Linked DNA regions of Danio rerio: region 2 is linked to region 1. The links are chromatin contacts, called in public Micro-C maps. All regions are on one chromosome and are shown on one strand. Each heading gives the region's core, a stretch centred on a gene start, on an enhancer-like site or on the middle of the called end of the contact. The rest is flanking DNA. Distances are from core to core; before and after follow the strand shown.

What was found. A called contact is a pair of places that touch in the nucleus more often than the background predicts.
Region 2: a Micro-C map of caudal fin shows a contact between it and region 1, with 3 times the contacts expected there. The contact joins the promoter of nudt18 here to the promoter of ppiaa in region 1. A contact is called at or near these places in 2 of 18 Hi-C or Micro-C datasets (caudal fin and hematopoietic stem cells).

The regions. Positions count from the first base shown.
Region 1 is chr8:55,494,790-55,497,982 of GRCz12tu, reverse strand. It overlaps ppiaa (peptidylprolyl isomerase Aa (cyclophilin A)), which reads left to right and starts at 1,568. Exons shown (of 5, transcript NM_212758.2): 1 at 1,568-1,720; 2 at 2,601-2,631. The coding sequence starts at 1,652.
Region 2 is chr8:55,665,204-55,668,396 of GRCz12tu, reverse strand. nudt18 (nudix (nucleoside diphosphate linked moiety X)-type motif 18) reads right to left here and starts at 1,621. Exons shown (of 4, transcript NM_001017843.1): 1 at 1,573-1,621.

The DNA.
Region 1 (3,193 bases), core at 319-2,818:
TCTTGTTTCACTTTTATTCGCGTAAATGAATTCACATGAGAGATAATCAAAAATCGTCACTTTTATTCATATTTGGGTGTATAATGATCATGACTTTGCATGTAGGCTATGCTATTATTCTTTTGTTTTGCTGTAATTGTGTTTTATTTGCGAGTTTAAAACAAAATTAATAGTATTTAAGTCATTACCCGGCTGTCATGACTATTCACATTCCCTTTCATATTTACAACCTACCATTTAGGTGTTTACTGTGTAATTATGACTGTTTTATTGGTTTATTTGTGTTTTTTTCTGTAAATATTTTCCTCTTTTTCATGTGGAATGTTGCTAAATTAATGAAAAAAACATTATTATTATTGTACAAATGTTTATTTTCTCTTCTTAAATCACATATAAATATCAACATACAAAAATCTTGTAAAATACGGTATTTTTACCTAAAAGTCATTAGAAAAATCCAAAAAAAAAACAATGTTTTCCACAAACTTTATCAAATTATTATTCTACATGTCCTAATTAACCACTGTGCCCACTTTCATATCATATTACTGCTGCATAATTTTATAATAGCACACTAAAATCATGGGAAATACAGTGTTTTTACTGGAGAGTCATATTTAAAAATCATAAAAAATAAAATCAAATTGTTTTCTGCCAATTCCACCATATTATTAATTTACATATCCTGATGTACCACTGTGTCCACTTTCATATATTTAACCTGGGGTTGGAACTAAAATATGTGGAACATTGGCTCTCTAGGACCGAGTTTGGACAGCCCTGTACTAGGCTTTCATGAAACATCCTTGCAGGTGTGTTGAGGCAAGTTGGAACTAAAATCTGCAGGAAACCAGCCCTCCAGGACTGACTTTAGACACCCCTGGACTAAGCCGAAGGAAAATAAATGAATTGTGGTAGTTAATCACTTGCTTTTCGCTTATTTATGTAGGAATATACAGTCTGATTCTAGAACAGTGAAACCAACAAAATAGACGACAGATTGTGTAGATTATATCAATATGCACAGGTATAAACTTTATTTGACCTAAAAACTTCTTTGCATGGGCCTATTTAATCAATAAAAGCACATGCAGCTCTGAAAATACTGAAAATATTACTAAAGATATAATTTGTGCATTTTAGATCTTGGATCGTTTACAAGGATAGAAATATGGAGTATCGGCCTTGAGTAAGTCACGTTAATTAAAAACGCATTCAGACCGTAATATATCACAGATTTACTGTTCGATTAAGTTAATTTTAAACCTCGGAAAACCATTGAATAAAACTATATAAACATTAGATAAATATCGTGTGTTAGCGCCTGCTTGTTATTACTGCCGTTCCACAAATATGATTATTAAATCACATCAACAGCAGTTCGCTAACATGCGGTTTCAAACAAGCCTATATCACATTTCCCGAATGTCTGTGGCAAAGTCTCAAAAACGGGACATTTGATTGGTTCATCTATGTGTCACTCAAAGCATCGTTTCTCTTATTGGTCCACTGCGCCTTCATGACATCCCCCTCTAGTTATTATATAGTTTAGCGGCCTTCATCCGGTCTTTTCTCTATTCGACTGCAGCCAGTGAAACACGGTTCACGCGCTTTAGCACAGCATCCCGCAAACGGAAAAGAATCTAAAGCCATGGCAAGGCCCAAAGTGTTTTTCGATCTGACCGCCGGCGGCAATCCTGTTGGAAGGGTGGTAATGGAGGTAAAAATAACTTAATATCTGTAAATAAATTAGATTTTTGTGCGTGCAGGCATTTGTAGTAACTCTCTTTCGTGCACCGTTAAGTCGCTTTCTTTGAGGAAGCTGCTCTGCCGTATTGCAGCATGCGCTAGCCTAGCGTTACCTCTGAATGAATTTCACTGCACTGTTACCGCTTGGCCTTCATACTAAACTAATTATAACTTTAAGTGTTTATTTCACGATAGGTCACTAAACTTTGAAATTTAAATGTATACGCCTGTGATTTTTGTAAGCTAGAAGCTAAGAAGTTGTTCACAGATTTTAAATGGCGCTCCATTGTGTAAACGCCCAATCACCGCCGATTGCCCCCGAATCTTCGTCGTTTCTTAGACACCAACGTTTCTTATTTTAACGCGGCTACCGGCAACATAAGTTCTTGGTGGTTTTTTTGCTGTTCAGAAAAAAGGGCTGCCTAATAAAGCGTACTCTTATTTTAAGCCATGTTAATGTTTTACCGTATTCATGAACCCGGTGGTTCTTGGCGCAAATAGTTTTAGCCGTTTCTGCCATTCTGTTGGCTGGGTGTGTTGAGCGTGTCGCTCCTAGTCCTAAAAATAGCTAATTTTGTAGCCACTTTATGGGTTTACTGCAATGTGCGTCGAGAAGCAGTTGAAGAGCCGCTGCTAGGGCTAATTTTTCGTGACCTGTGGTGGTTTTTCCTCGGGCAGTGTTTTACAGTAGAGTCTGTCACTTTTCAACGGAATGCGGCTGCTGTGCGTCACATGAGCGAGCTGAACTTGTTTCTAATTAGTAGCAATGGCGGTGTGGCGTGATCATGAACTTGAATGCCCTAATGCAGCTGCAGTGATTTTAATGTTATGTTTTATTGTCTTTTTAACAGCTGAGAGCCGACGTTGTCCCCAGAACTGCAGGTATTTATGCTTCATTTGTGTAATTCTATTTATTTACTTTTAAAGGGCTTTTACGCTCGTATAGAAAAACCATGTTAAGTTTGTGACGTTTTTAACAATTTTCCCTTTTTTCCTGCAGCATTCAGTTGTAATCATAATTACCGAGCATTCATTGTTTTCTCATTTAACATTTAAACTGGTTAGTTTGCACAATGACAGCATGCAGTATATAGAAAACAAATATATTTTAAGTTTCATAATAAGCCAAGTAAAAAAAAGGTAGATTCATAGATTTAATTAAACTTCATTGTGAGGTATTCCTATTCAGTGTTTCCCCTACCATCATATTAGGGGGGTGCCCCGCCCTCCCAGTGGCTTTTCCCGCCCCCCTCTTGAAGTAAAGTTAATTTTATTTTATATTTAGTTCCAGATCGCTTTTTTTTTTTTTTAATTGGCAAGCTAAATAGCCATATGGAATCTTATTTATGCAGCGGCATGTGATTTCTGTCTCTACATGGTCACATGATTACATATTTCTGCCCTTTGAATCGTGCTTGGAGTTAACACACTCTCTGCACATGCT
Region 2 (3,193 bases), core at 372-2,871, 170 kb before region 1:
CTTACACCGGGACCTTGGTATAGATAGAATAAATTCATCAGAAGACCTCAGTTACCTACCAGGATTGTATACATGTAGCAGGTCTAATAAGTAAGATGGTGCCAGATCAATCCGTGACCTAACAGGCAGCCAGCCCAGAAAGGAAAGAACTGGGGATATGTGTGCAAACTTGCGAGTCCCTGTCAGAAGTCTCGCAGCCGCATTTTGTACTAATTGCAATCTATTTAGGGCATTTTGACTAATACCCACATACAGGGAATTGCAATAGTCAAGTCTTCCCAAAATAAAAGCATGGATCACCTCCTCAAGGTCATTAAAAATTAAAAGAAACGACTTTACTTTTGCCACAAGTCGTAAATGGAAAAAACTGGATTTAACAATTGTATTTAATTGCTTGTTAAATTTCAGATCATTGTCGAATTGAAATCCTAGGTTTCTAACAACAGGTTTTTGATAAGTGGAAAGCTCACCAAAACCTGATAAATGCAGAGGGATAGGATCGCCAAACCCGACCAGCTCAGTTTTGAAAAGTAACTCAAATAACCACTCGTTACAACAGAGGTATGCAGAAAAGCATCTCTGAACGCACAACACGTCCAACCTTGAGGCGAATGGGCTACAGCAGCAGAAGACCACACCAGGTGCCACTCCAGTCAGCTGAGAACAGGAAACTGAGGCTACAATTCGCACAGGCTCACCAAAATGGGACAATAGAAGATTGGAAAAATGTTGCCTGGTCTGATGAGTCTTGATTTCTGCTGCGTTATTCTGATGGTAGGGTCAGAATTTTGCTTCAACAACATGAAGGCATGGAGTTCTATACTATACTTATGGCAGGATAACGCACCATGCCATAAAGCGTGAATCACCTCAGACTGGTCTCTTGAACATGACAATATGTTCACTGTACTCAAATGGCCTCCACAGTCATTAGATCTCAATCCACTAGAGCACCTTTGGGATGTGGTGGCACAGGAGATTCACATCATGGATGTGCAGCTGACAAATCTGCAGCAACTGCATGATGCTATCATGTCAATATGGAGCAAAATCTCGGAGGAATATTTCTAATATAAATCTATGCCACGAAGGATTATAGCAGTTCACAAGGGCATCCAACCTGGTAGCCAACTAGTAAGGTGTACCTAATAAAGTGGCCGGTGAGTGTGTGTGTCTGTAGTTAAATCCTTGTAAAAACAAATCAATGCAATGCTATAGATTAACCACAACATTTGTAGTAACATTGTGGTAGTTAAATAAAAAAATGGTGGGTTATGCAACAAGAAATAATTGTTATTATATTTACTACAATTAAACCATGGCAATGTCATGACAAAGTTCCACAGAAGACGTATCTAATTATTTAATCTATTTATGAGTGTAACGTACAGCACAATGCCCCCCCCTACATTTGATTATTACACGACATTAAAGTAACATTGTGTTTGTACGCAAAATGACCTAAAGCAAAATAAATATGACGTAAGGTTACATAGTCTGAGATGACAAAGCATTATTACGAATAACTACTTAATACAACAACATTAAATTAAAACATCAATGTTTACTAACCCAGGTTGTCATAAAACAGACGCATGTAGACTCAAAACATCTCCTTCTTGTCTCGCGATAACACCTCTTTCGCGAGAACACTCATCTAGGGGTCATGTCAAATTCCCTTTTTTTTTTTTTTTTTTTGCAGTCTCGCTTTATTATTTTAGTTTTTTAATGTATTTGCTTCCTTGATGACAAATAATAGATTAATGTTAGTTACCTATAATTAAATAATAGCTTTTACAAAGAGAACAAGCTGTAGTTTAATTTCGTTTGAGGACTAGATAAATGTAGCTGCCAATTTTTAGACTATCCCTTACCTACAAGCTACAATGGCCATGTCCCAATACACAACTCTAGCGATCTTTACACTCGACTACGTCTACTTTCATGACAAACGTCCCATATTTGTTACCCTGTACTATAAAACAAGAAACTATTAAAGGCAGGTTTTGGTAATTAAGATTTATACATCACATTAATGATATCCCGACTTGGTCAGTTGGCATTTCTGTTTGGAGATGCATGTTCTCCCTGAGTGAGGGTTTCCTTAGGGTGCTCGGGTTTCCCCCACAGTCCAAAGACATGCACCGTATAGTATAGTATATATATATATATATATATATATATATATATATATATATATATATATATATATATATATATATATATATATATATATATATAGATATATATAGTGTATGTGTAAGAGTGTATGGGTGTTTACCAGTACTGGGTTGTGGCTGGAAGGGCATATGCTGTGTAAAACATATACTGAATAGGTTGAGGGTTCATTCCGCTGTGGTAACCCCTGGTGAATAAAGGACTGCTGAAATCAAATTAATGAATGAATTAAATCGGAATAACTACACTTTCTATTACCAACTAAGCTTACCAAGCTTACAATAAAATAAAAAATATAGAGAAACTCGCCTTTAAAGTTTTCTAGTGTTTAGCGATGCAAATTTTGTTTACAATGTAATATTTAGAAAATATCCTAATGGTCCTTACTCAATACAATGATTTTGGCATAAGAGAAAATTCAATTCTTTTGACCTACATGCATTTTTGGCTTTTGCCAAAATGATACTTGCACCAGGGTCACATTTGGGGTTTAAGTTAGTTTCAATAGAGCTTTATTAACACATTTAGCTCATTTACACGTTAACATGAACTACTTTTCTATTTTTGAGTTTACAAGAGGTTGAGTTTTTTTCTGGATAAGTTGGCGGTTCATTCCGCCCTGGATTTTTAAAGGGACTAAGGCGAAAAGAAAATTAATGAATAATAATAGTAATAAAAGTCCAAGAGGTAGGCAGAAAAACGTGATAACTATAATATATTCACACTGATTATAATTTCGATATTATTATTAATAATAAAACAACAACAGCTTTAACAATAGTTGAGGAGGTGGAAGTTATAAGATCAGCTTTGAAGTGGAGTGTTTGTCAGTTGCTTTGTGATGCATTAAAAAAGTGTGTCGTGTAGCATGGATCAGTCCAGTGCAATGCCCAGGCTGCCATGCCCACATCACACTTACCCTGTCAATGTAGTACATGTAAGTCTATGCAAGAAGTTTTTTATTTATTTATTTATTTACTTACTTACTTATTTATTTATAATTGTTATTTTTAAT